Linked DNA regions of Mus musculus: region 2 is linked to region 1. Evidence: chromatin contacts called from public Hi-C data. All regions are on one chromosome and are shown on one strand. Each heading gives the region's core, a stretch centred on a gene start, on an enhancer-like site or on the middle of the called end of the contact. The rest is flanking DNA. Distances are from core to core; before and after follow the strand shown.

Region 1 (5,970 bases), core at 3,216-5,715:
CCTACCTGGTACCTACTTTTTCTGGGCTGTATCATTTTAAGCAAGTGGTTTAACCCAGTAGTTGCCTCCAAACCTATATCCTCACCCAGGATATCAATATTTGAATTTTGAAGTAATGAATTTTGATTTAAAAAAATTTAAAAAAGTATTGGTGGCCATTTAACCTTACCACATGCTTTCATAGTGAAACCCTATTGAGAAAAGCAGCCCTGCAAAGACCTCCATGTTGTGATCAAGACACCCAAAGCTTGGCCATGGTTGTAACCTTGGTCAAGGTTAGTATCTCCTTCTACCAAGAACTCAATTCAGTTTTCACATCGGAAACATTCAGGAGTTGGATTTTACTGTCTTGAATGGTTCTTTTCGCTCCCAAAGTCTGAGAAATCCATTAAGGGAAAAAAATTCTCTTAGCGTGCCACCCCCATCACCAATATACCCCTAGGCTGGCAGCTGACCTCAGCTTGACTCCTGCTGCCAACTCTGGAAACTGCCCTCCCAGGAGGCTGTAGACCAGAACACTGTTCCTGGATGCAGAAATATCTTTCAGATGTAGAAGGAGCATCCTTCAGAAGTGCCTCCTCTGCCCTGCCCCAGTGCAGCGGCTAGGCTTGGCTTGCATCCCAGAACAGTGAAGAATTGTTGGAAGGAGGTTTTGGGGTTTTTTTTGTTTTTGTTTTTTTCACTTCACCTGTGTCCTGCATTTTCCTAGGACCTGTTGTCTTCCTGCACCTTTGATTGCTGAGGATTCTATTTTCTCAGCCACCTGCAGTCTACTGCTCTGTGCACGTCACTGTGCAGAGTACAGAGAGACAATAGCCATTGTTCTCACCTGGTGACACAGTCTGCAGCATGGACAGGTGAAATAAAGCAGAGCTGCAGAGTTCCTGGGAGGCTTGTCGGGAGGGAAAAGGCTGTGAACTTGATTGAAGAGTGGACCGCCTCTGCATTGTTCCAGCTGTTACCCCTTCCGTAGAGCTTAAAGGACTGGGACAGAGGGTGAGCTCAGAGTCCCTTTACTGCCCTGAAGCGTATCCATAACAACTGTTGCAGACTTTCTACAGGATGTGGGGCTTGAGCTGAGCCTCGCTGGCCTTTAGAATGGAATGGGAGATGTGGATGAGCATCTTCAAACTCTAGGACAGAGCATGAGGCTATATAGTCTAAGGGTAGGGCAAGATGAGAAGTCCTTACATGAGGATGGAGAGATGTGGGAGGCACAAGAGTAATGTGGTCTCAGAACAGGCAGCCCTTATATTTCATAAAGGGCCAGGGTCCCTCTGGACTAAGATCCCACTGAAGAGATACCAGGCAGGATAGGGGAGCAAAAACCAGGCTGAGAAGTGGGGCTTCTTCCTTACCTGGGAGTCATATTCTAGTATATCTCATGACAGACCTTCACTATCTAGGCATGGGGTCTCTTCTCTGGACCTTTCCTCTCTCCAAGAAGTACATTTGGTAGGACCCTGGCAGCCTACAGGGGAATAAATTTTCCTAAGACGTCTGCCCTTGACTTGTGGGCTGTTCCTCAGCAGATGTTTCCCTGAACTTGAAATAACCAGAGGAGTGTTTTGACTTTGTTGAGAGTCAGAGTCTAGATTTATCAGCTAGAGCTAAGTCCAGGAATCAGATGCCCTCCACCTAGCTGTGACCTCCATCTTTGCTGTCTCCGGTCTATGTTGCTTTTCTACTGCTGTGACAAAAACACCATGACCAAGGCGACTTGTAAAAGAAAGCATTTAATTTAGCTTGCAGTTTCAGAGGGTTAGAGTCCACGATGGCAGAGCAGAGACAGGCATGGCGGCAGGAATGGCTGAGTGCTCCATCTTGATCCACAGCAGGGGACAGAGAGAGAAAGAACACTGGAAATGTCGTGAATCTTTTGAAATCTCAAAGCCTGGCACATACATCCTCCAACAAGGTCACATCTCCTAGTCTTCTATAAACTTTCCTACCACCTGGGGACCAAGTAAGTATTTAAACATAGGAGCCTATGGGAGCCATTCTCACTCAAACCATCACAGCTGCCCAGATCCCCCCTCAACAGCATCATCTGTGCCCATCTCTTGGTCCTGCCTCTGCCTCTGTAAAGGGTGTCCCCCCTCTCATTCTTCCTCCCTCCCTCCCTCCATTCCTCTTCTGCACCCCACTGTCCTTGATGTAGCTCAGGCTTCATTCACCCTGGACTTCACCTTGGCTTCCAAACTGATATGCAGGTCAACTTTCAACCACATTCAACCCAAAGTGTCTAAGATATAAGATTGTATAGGTGCTTTATAGATGTTACCATGGCAGCAGCAGTGAGATGCTGATGCTGATTTTACCTCTGAAGCACAACCCTGACTTTGCTCTCCTCTTACTACCCAGTGTCTTAGGAACTGCCAAGTAGCTGTCAGATACAGTCCAAAATCTATAGTTAGGCCTTTTGAAGATTAGATCTCCTGAGTCATTTGCAGTGATCTCCCCCTGTCAGCCAAATTTCTACTACTCTCTACATTTCTGTTTCTCCCACCAAATGGAACTACTGCTGTTAGTGTGGAGCTTCCCAGAGTCCAACCAGGTCTCTGTTCACAGTGTTCTCCATGTTTGGAACGTCTGAGTTTCTACCACAGCAGCTTTTCTTCATCTATTAGGGGATATCTGATGGTCTTCTAGACTGCTCATTCCTTAAGGCAGATATCATGGCTCAAAAAAGGTACAGTGAATGTTTTGTTCGTTACTTGAAAGACCTGACTTGTCTCTGAAGCTAGAGTTTGAATCAGGGAAGTTAGAAAGGACTGTCTGTCCACACCTCGGAGTCTAGTCCTTGAAGAGATTTGAAAGTTTCCCCATTGTCTGTGGGAAAGCACCCAGCCAGCTGCACATGGGTATGACCCCAGCATGTTTTGTACAAACAAATGGGCTTCTCCTCTAACAGACTGGTCAGAGAAGGCAAGGGATGGGACAGGGAGATAACTCAGGTATAATGAGCCAGGTATAGCCTATGGTTAGGAGTCTTAAGATAACTGTCATGGAGGGTTCTATTTTCAAGAGACTCCAGTCTTATAGCAACAGCTTGGCGCTTAGTTGGCAGAAGGTCAAGGGAGTAGAAACAGAGTCAGGGTCCTGATCTCTTACTTTGAGCTTCCCTTTGGCTTCTAGGCTCATACTCCTCTAGTCCAAAGCACAGAGGTCCTATTGCTGCTCCAGAGCAGAACTCAGCCTGGAGTGTCTCATAGGGAAATAGGTTCCCTTTCTGGGTCAGTATGATTTGGGAGTGTAACCTCACTCTAGAAACATCTTCTTCTGATCTTCCATTCTTCAGTGAGCAGAGTTAGGGGAGACCATGAAGGGAGAATTCTGGAACTTTGGTTTCCTTTAAAACACAAGAATGTGTTTTTGTTTTCATGCCAGGTGTGGGGAAATGGGGCTGCTTTGGACTGACTGCAGCAGATGACTATGATTTGCCTCAAGCTCTAACAGAGGTGCGACTTTGCCAGCTGCAGATCATTTCTGCATCTGTGTGACATCTGGAATTCAGGGATTTTTTTCAGAGAGTAAATGAATATAAATGCTAGGGCCCTGAGAGGCGGGGTCAGTGGTTGTTGGTCATTTGGCGGGGGGATTAATTGTGGTTTGTTAGTAGTCATGCTCAAAGGAAAAGAAGAAATTGGATTCAGATCTTTCTACCTCTCTCTATCTCCCCCTCCTCAGGGAGGGGAGGAATAAAGAGTGGGAAAAAGAACACACGAATTAGCAAAGACCAGCAGCTACAAGTAAAGAAAGGACATGAAGAAAGAAGTTAGACTCAAAGTTCTATCTCTTTCCCCCTATCCTTTCTCTCTTATCCAGTGATAGGGGTAAATCTGGGAGGGACAAAGGGTGGGAAAAAGAAGAATCCACAAAGTAGCAGAGAACCAGCCACAGGACAGTGGTGACAGGAGGTGAAGGATCTGCCTCTACTTCTTTGCAGTCTGGCTCCCCAGGCCCTTGATTCCATTTCAAACTCACGCTGTGAACATGCCACCCTCCGGGCCACCATTTGGAAAAGCCGATCTCAGCCTGACACTCACTGCCTGTAAATGGCGTAGAATTAGGCTAATCAGTGGCTCTTAATTTCCCAACAAATGCGGGTGCTGTGCTAATTGCCAGGGTCCACACCGGCAGATCCCCAGTTGGCGGCATCAAATAAGAGAAGTGGTAATTTGGGGGCTGGAGTGGGGGAAGGCCTGCTTTGTTGGCTGAGCCAGTTAAAAACTCTATTAGGCCACATGAGCCGAAGCAGAGCCAGCCAGAGCCTGGCCCTCTTGATCAGCCAGGGAATTGGGTGAGTAGCCCCCAGAGTGCATGCTGGAACTGAACCTCCTCAAAGATGTCCGGCATCTCCTTGTCCATGAATAGATTTGTTCTGTTCTTATTCATGGTGGAAGATTTCACCAGCAGCATGGCAGGGCAGGGCAGCCCATCAGGGATAAAGCATCCCCAACCTTGGTCTGCTGTTACCATGGCAACATGGCATTTCCAGACTCTCCAGGCAACCTTGTGGCATCTGCTGCTGTAAGCGATTCATGTGGAAAAGGGCCACGGCTCCTTCTCCCGAGAGAACAAGCTATGAAGGCAGGGCACCATTCACTGGAGGGGCCAGGGTCTCAAAGGAAGTGGCTCTTCAAGTCAGCCTGTCTACTCCAGTCTGGGGGCAGAGGGCAAAGCTGCCAGGTCAGAAGAGATTGAGGACACAGAACAAACAAAGGCTGGTTGTGGAGCATGTGCACAATGCTGACAGTTTGGCTAGGTGGCAGGACAGACACTGATGGAGAAGGCATGGTCACTTTTGCCCTGTTGAAACCTGCCACTTTAGCTCTGCCTGACAAACCCTGACCTTACCTTCATTGTATCTTCATTGTTATATTCTGATGCCTTCCCCACCTGAGCTTCTGGACACACATGCCTTCCTTTGAGTGGGCGTTCCTCCCCTCCTGTCTCTGTTCCCTGTTGTATGTTATCACTCCAGCGCTCCCTAGCTTCCTTGAAGCTCTACTCTTCCTCTGTGGGGATGCAGAGAGAAAATGCTTAGTCTAGGTCAGGCAGGGATCCAGAAGCCGTGAGACACAGGTTAAGAACTCAGGATCCAGGCAGGCTGAGCCTCGATTGTTTCCTGGCTTTCCCACTGCTTGGAGGTGAGCCTAAGCCTCAACTAAGCCCCACCTTCTTCTTCTTCTTCTTCTTCTTCTTCTTCTTCTTCTTCTTCTTCTTCTTCTTCTTCTTCTTCTTCTTCTTCTTCTTCTTCTTCTTCTTCTTCTTCAGGGTGAAATGAACTCAGATCGGACATCCTTACCCTAGGTTCTTAGGGTAGTGAGATGTCAGAGCAGAAGTCTAGTGTGGAGTATCATTAAGCGTTAGTTACTTTCCTTAAAAACGAGACTCATTCCCCTCTACACCTTTCTCCTTTGCTCATACGAGGCACTGAAATAGCACTTTATGTGGAGTTGCTATCAGGTGGATATCTTTGCCTGGCTGGATGCTCTTGTGATGGAAAGGAGTCATCCACATTGGTGGCTACACACTCCTGTCTGGTGTTCGTAGCATCGACACTGCGTGCAGGGCTGGGGCCCTGTCAGGCTGAGTCTGTCCTGAAGCTCGGCTTGCCCAGTAAAGTCTGGTCCCTTTGTTAGATGCTCCATGGCCTAGGATGTCAACCGTGGACCTCCGTGAAGGAACGTAGCTCCTTTCCTCCCTGTGGGAACAGCCGGCATTCATAGTCCCTAAAACCTAACTTTATGATCAGCAAAGGATTTCCGTTCGCTCTCTTGAAGTGAATAGGCCCTGAAACTGTCAGCAGCAAGAATGGCTTATTCAGTGGATAAAGTCTCTGCATCTTTATCACAGGGCACTTCCTGTCTTAACCCACACAGTAGGGAGTCTGGAGAAGGCCTTGTTCTCATCTTCTGATCATACCTCTGTTGGTCCTCCCCAGGAAGGAAGGCTTTGGTATGT
Region 2 (5,732 bases), core at 3,226-5,725, 150 kb before region 1:
CTGTATCCTCACCAAGGGCTCCTAGGCCAGGCCTCTGCTGCTCAAGCTGACGGCAGCTATGCTCCCCCAGGTCTTTCACCCACGTGCAGCAGGATAGAGGTGTTACTGGCTTAGCAAAGCTCTGGCAGCCTTCTTGGCCTCCTAGGTATTTGTACCTATTATTTTAACTTGATCCACTGTGGTTCTCTTCCAAGTTTTCAGTGTTTGTCCTATTTGCTTAAGGTCTAGGCTGTAAATTCCATGGGAGGTGTGTTTCGTTTTGCTCATGCTCCATAGTAATATTCTTTTCTTTCAGTCAGGAGATGAATGTCATGTCATGTCATGTGTCTGCCTGGTGTCTCCAGACTGCCACACAGTAGGTGTTCAGTAGATCACTGCTTAATGACTGTGCAAGGCAGGAGATAAACATAGCCTTGAAGTTGGATGAACCCAGGTTTATGCTCGACTCTCCCAGCATACTGATAGTGTGGCTGTGGGCACCTGCTTCCCGCTTCTCCCCTCCTATCCCGTTGGTTTGTCACCATGATTACCTTGGTACTTTTGTCCTTGTGGCACTGCAACCCTCCCCTTGTTTTATTTGTTTGCTTGTATGTATGAGGGTCACCCAGCACCTTGAACTTCTGATCCTCTTGCTTTCTTCTCCTAAGTGGTGAGAGTACAGAGCTCCCTGGTCTAGCATGCTGTTTCTTTTCTTCGAACAGAGGTCTCTGTGGGACTCTGACTACCTCTGGGTAGGTAATAGGTGGATTCCAGGTTGTCCTGAGGTGTGTGGAGATATAAAGTCTTACAAATGCCAAGTGCTGGCTGCTGGCAATTTATTAGAATTTCAAGGGAATGCTCTTCCCAGGTCCCAAATGTTATTGTGGAATCAGTCAGGATGTCTAGAATCCTTTTCTTTCCGGAGGCTGGAAGCTTTCCCTGAACCATGCAGTGTCCCAAAGTAGTTTTGTGGTCTCAGCGGGGTATGGATTGAAAACATGAAGCCAAATGCAGAGTTCTCTGACATTCTGCACTTTTCTGTGTCACTCAAGAGAGAGCTGGAGTACTGGGTGTTATAGAGAGCCAGAGACAGAGCACCATCCTCCTCACTTAGAAGGTGAGACAACTAAAACTAACCAGAGAAACAAGACTTGGTAACAGCCCTGGACTCCCAGGTCAGTTCTGTTGCCAAGGAACTCTCTCCTCACCGTCCTCCCCAGTCTTAGCAATATTCTCTATGATTTTCTTTCAGACTTATTTTTGTATAGATGGATGTTTTGCCCACGTGTATGTACATGTGCCACGTGTGTACCTGGTGTACCCAGAATTCATAAAGGAGGTTGAATACCCTGAGACTAGAGTTATAAACTGTTGTGAGCCACTGTGTAGATGCTGGGAACCAAATCTGGGTCCTCTGTAAGAGCCGCAAGTGTTTCTCATCACTAAGCCATCTCTCTACTCCCCTCTCCTTAGTAATATTCTTCTAATTGAGATATTTTCCTTACTCCTCTAAAGACAGGGACCATATGTTGATAGGACCTTTTAGATTTTTTTTTTATAAAAATCACAGACCAAGAAATCCTTGATTGCATTTGATGTGTGAGCATCAGTGAATCCCAAGCCCATGTCGGTTCACATGGAATGGAGTTTATACCCGTGATGATTTTTCTGTTTTGGGGCCAAGATCCCATCCAGAATAGGTTGGCAGTATAAATGTATACTCCTTCTTTGGGGCCTTACATCATGAAACCTCAGTGGACCTTAGGGAGGTTCTAACCTTGTGGGTCTATTTAAAGCAGGTGGTTTGGAATGTGTGATGCTTGCTTGAGCTTTTAGGCCTTTGAAAAACTCCGCAGTTGATCGTCAGATGGAACCCAGAGGACACTTTTGAGGTGGGTCATGTGCTTATTACCAAAGCCATAAGCACTTATCCCGGAACCCCTAGCATGCCCACTGGGGGTGGGAGCTCAGCGAATATTTGGTCTAACTTCAGTTCGGAGGCTGAGAAACCAGGAATGGCAGTTCAGGGAAGGACCAGACCTGAAGCTTCACGACTCTCAGTCAAGTGCTCCTTTGGTCCTGTCATTTTCTTGCCACAGACAGCGAGGTGTGGCTTATGTAAACCCAGGAGCCTGGCTACACTTGCTGGTTCCTTCTGTACAGGGACTTGTGCTTCCAGAAAGCCCTGCTGCTCAGTGGAAGAGCACAGCCTGACCCCCAAGTGGACAGGTGTATGGACAGAAGCCAGGGACAAGGTGCAGAAGGCCATGTAGTGACTCACGGGGCAGCATTGCTTTCTGATATTACACCAGCAATGCCATGGACTGCTGTCATTGTATGTCACTATAAAGTGTGGTAACAGGCATTTTCCTGCAGGAAGTTGGCAAGTGGAGTGTTCTTATCCTCATTTCACAGGGGAGTTCCCAGTTGATTGGTTGTATCGCCCTGGTCCATGGAAGTGGACAAAGCTTAGCTTGGACTCACTCCTTTTGTCCACATGTGTCACAGAATGCCCTGACTTCATTACTGAGCTACATTTATTCTTCAGAGAAGCACCTTTCTCTAGCTTTGGACAATGGGTACTTTATTGTCCCAAGTGTCTGGGAAGGACATGTAGTTATCTTGGTCCCCTTAGCATTTGTCTATGGGATGCGGAGCGTGTGGACCCTGCACTGTGCTGTGGAATGCAGGGGACTCTGAAGTCCAGAGCTACCTTCAGAAAGCTTGTGGTTGGATGAACAAATTAAATATTTAGGAGATGAATAAAGAGTGTGGTGGGAGGCCAGAGGAGTGGCCAGGACACCAGGGGCTTTGGGGTTTCTGAGAGGCGCTGTGGCGTGAGTCGAGAGGGAAGGGCAAGCGCTTGTGGTTGGGCTTTGGGAAGGTCACACTTCAATAGGTGGAGTGTGTGCAAGTTGGTTCTCTTGTCTTCTCCTTTCCTCTGGTAAGACTCCCAGGCCCCCGGCTCCTCTTTTTACCTTGTGCTGAGTAGGAGGTCTCAGACATCATGGTCTTTTGGAAACAAAATGACTATGCTTTATTGCCCGTTGAGGGAGTCAGCATGTCACAGCACTAGGAAAGGCCCAGGTTTCTCCTGTTACCACGTGGGACCTGGGAATTGACCTCAGGTGTCAGACTTGGTTGGAGGCCGGTGCCCCTTACGTCGAGCTATCTCGCTGGCCCTGTGGTTATTCTTATGGCCACCCCAGTTTCATTCTGTGACAATAAAACTGGCTTAAGAAGTAATCAGGATCGATATATGTGTTCAGACAGTGATTGTCATGCCATGCACAGCTGCCTGATTTCTAATGACAGAAACCAATGAAACAAAGGGGGGTGGGTTGAAAGAACTCAGGCACAGTCACATGCTGGAGCGTCACACTGCCATTCAGAGGCGCGCTCAGGAGACTTAATGCTACAGGGATAGCCTCGCACGGTACTTTCTAATTCTCAGCTAATGTTATAAAAAGATTAGGAAGAAATATACCAGAATATTACCTCTGATAGGTCTGATTAAAGTGCATTTTATTTTCTATGCTAGCAAGGCAAGACTCTTAAAAACTCTCTGGCTCCCCCTTCATTCGTGTGGCCAGTCAGAGGTTGTAGATATTATTCTTTTTAAATTTTACTTTATTTATTATGTGTGCTGAGGGGCAGGGGGAATGCACACGTGGATGGACAGATCTTCCGGTCTGATGGTAGCCTTCGTAAGGCTATTTCAAAAGGAAAGTGAAAATGGCTTACTCTTTCAGGCCAGGACATGATCCCCTTTTAGTGAGTGAGCGCAGCGTGGATGCCCTTGACGAGTCTCCTCCCTGGACCTCAGTTGAGAGGTCACATGGAGAAGAGGCAAGAGGCTGTAGCAGGAGGCGGGAAAAGTGGGCTCTATTTTTGGCTCAGTCATGAGTCAGCTTGATCAGCTTGGGCTCCTTTGGGCATCCGTGAGCCTTTGTTTCCTCATCTGCAGAGGGGACTTGAAAGTCATGAAAGGTCTTGATGCTCCAGAGTGCATCTGTTCCCAAGGACAGAGGGTTCCTTCACTCTTGTGGGGACAGCTGAGGGGCTGAGCCGGTCGACTCTGTCTTCCTTGGAGTTAGGTACTTTTGGCTAAAGGCCAGTGCAGGGTGGGATTGAGTGGGAGCATGGCTAGCTAGCCAAGCTGGGAGGGGGAAATTGACTTCATCTGGCCACTAGAGGGCAGCATTGTTTGATTACATTCCCTTGAGGAGCCTTGGCTTGCGTGCAGGATTCAGAGTCTAGCATTTTAAAGGAAAAAGGACTTTGGAACACACCCTACAAAACATCAATAAATACATAGCAGATGTGAGATGACAGAGGGAAGGATGGCAGAGTGGTCTGCGTAAAGCCACACGTTGCTTTTTTTTTTTTTTGGCCCTGCATTACGTAGCACAGAAGATGGCTGCAGACAGAGCCAAGGGTATGATATGTGGGCCCTATAAAGAGCAGGCATGTGGTTGAGCGCAGGAAGTCAGGCTCCTGCCTGTAGTGTGTGGTGGAGCGCAGGAAGTACGCATGCATGCATGGCTGCCCCTGTCTTCACCCATCTGATGACTGCGTAGATTAAAACCTAGCTTGTGCTGGCTCCTGGGGCTGTCTCCTGCAGATGTTCTTGCTACCTGCCCTCCAAGGTCCGAGGATGGCAAAGCTTTCCAGCAAGCCTTCCAGCTGGTGCCCAAGCTGTTTGAGTTCGTAACTATTTTCCTGGCTTTGCAAGAAGTGTTTGCAACATTGTGTTCCCACCTTCTGGAGGCTTCCTTTCCTCAGCCCTGGGCTAACTTTAGTTTTGATCTGCAAGTGCCCACTTACCTTAAACATTGTGGTAAAGTAAAATTGTGTACTGTCCTGGGAGCCTGGCAGCTAGGCAACCTTGGGCAGGCCACTTCCTCCCAGTGAGCTCAGTCTCCTACTGCAGCTGCGTCATCTTCGCTAGAGGCGAAAACCTGGCATTGTTTTCTTTTTGTTGTTGTTGTGTTTGGCAATGGATACCCATTGATCTGTGGCCTGGAACAGTGCAGGGTGTGTCCGGCGGTGAAGGAAGAGCCACCTTTAGAGTAGGTACATTCACCCATGGGGCATGCCCAGTGCTTGCCTAAAGCCAAGGGCAGCAGGGTCTGCCCACCACCAGATGGCAGCAATGGGCAGGCAGACAGCCTTGGGGACAAGGTGTGTGTGTGTGTGTGTGTGTGTGTGTGTGTACAGCATTTAGAGTAAGAATTAGCAAGGTCAGAGCTGAAGGGATCTCAAATCCTCGCTGGGCTTTGCTCATGAGATGAGCTGAGGTTGGCTCTTTAGCTGGCTGTCCTATGGGAGAGCCGGAGATTGGGGTCTGAGCTAGAAACAGTGGGGAACAGCAGAGATGCACATTTCTTTGGCTGTCTTGATTCCCACCCACCTACACACAGCATGGGCAAAGGGCTCTGTTTTGACCAGGACCTCCCCTCATTAGTTCTCCTTGAGGTCAAGGCTTCCAAAGCCTTGCTGGAGACAGGCTGAAGAGAGTAACATCCAAGGTTGGAGTAGGGGACCGGTGTTTGCCAGGCACCCGTCATATATCAGCACTCTGCCCAGTTCTGGTTTGTCACATACAGATTCCTCGTAGTGTCCTGAGCTAGGATCCCTTGCCCCTGCACTCCACATGCAGTCCAGGGCTTAGCAGGGTTGAGCGGCCTTTTCAAAATAGCATAGATACTTAAGAAACAACGTGGACCTGTGAGCCCCCCCCCCACCCCGGT

The links. Hi-C and Micro-C count contacts between places; a contact is called where the count stands out from the background.
Region 2: a Hi-C map of neural progenitor cells shows a contact between it and region 1, with 4 times the contacts expected there. The contact joins two enhancer-like sites. A contact is called at or near these places in 14 of 39 promoter capture datasets (the 3T3-L1 cell line, the C10 cell line, the HPC-7 cell line and 9 more), 3 of 484 Hi-C or Micro-C datasets (cerebellum, muscle stem cells and neural progenitor cells), 9 of 115 datasets of contacts at active chromatin or transcription factors (T-cell acute lymphoblastic leukemia, astrocytes, embryonic stem cells and 5 more) and 2 of 9 other capture datasets (liver and pancreatic islet).

The regions. Positions count from the first base shown.
Region 1 is chr7:46,452,721-46,458,690 of GRCm38.p6, reverse strand. The region is part of intron 10 of Sergef (secretion regulating guanine nucleotide exchange factor); the gene reads left to right. It overlaps LOC115486521 (a long non-coding RNA gene), which reads right to left. Exons shown (of 2, transcript XR_003946767.1): 2 at 1,719-5,970. Among named protein-coding and RNA genes, the nearest start is that of Kcnc1, 59 kb to the right of the region's middle. Within about 2 kb of position 4,465, at least 45 of the 459 cell types and tissues checked have an H3K27ac peak or open chromatin away from gene starts, as enhancers often do. A contact at or near this core is called in cerebellum, neural progenitor cells and neural stem cells, where this site is marked.
Region 2 is chr7:46,605,959-46,611,690 of GRCm38.p6, reverse strand. All of the region lies in intron 8 of Sergef (secretion regulating guanine nucleotide exchange factor), which reads left to right. Among named protein-coding and RNA genes, the nearest start is that of Sergef, 31 kb to the left of the region's middle. Within about 2 kb of position 4,475, at least 138 of the 459 cell types and tissues checked have an H3K27ac peak or open chromatin away from gene starts, as enhancers often do. A contact at or near this core is called in cerebellum, neural progenitor cells and neural stem cells, where this site is marked.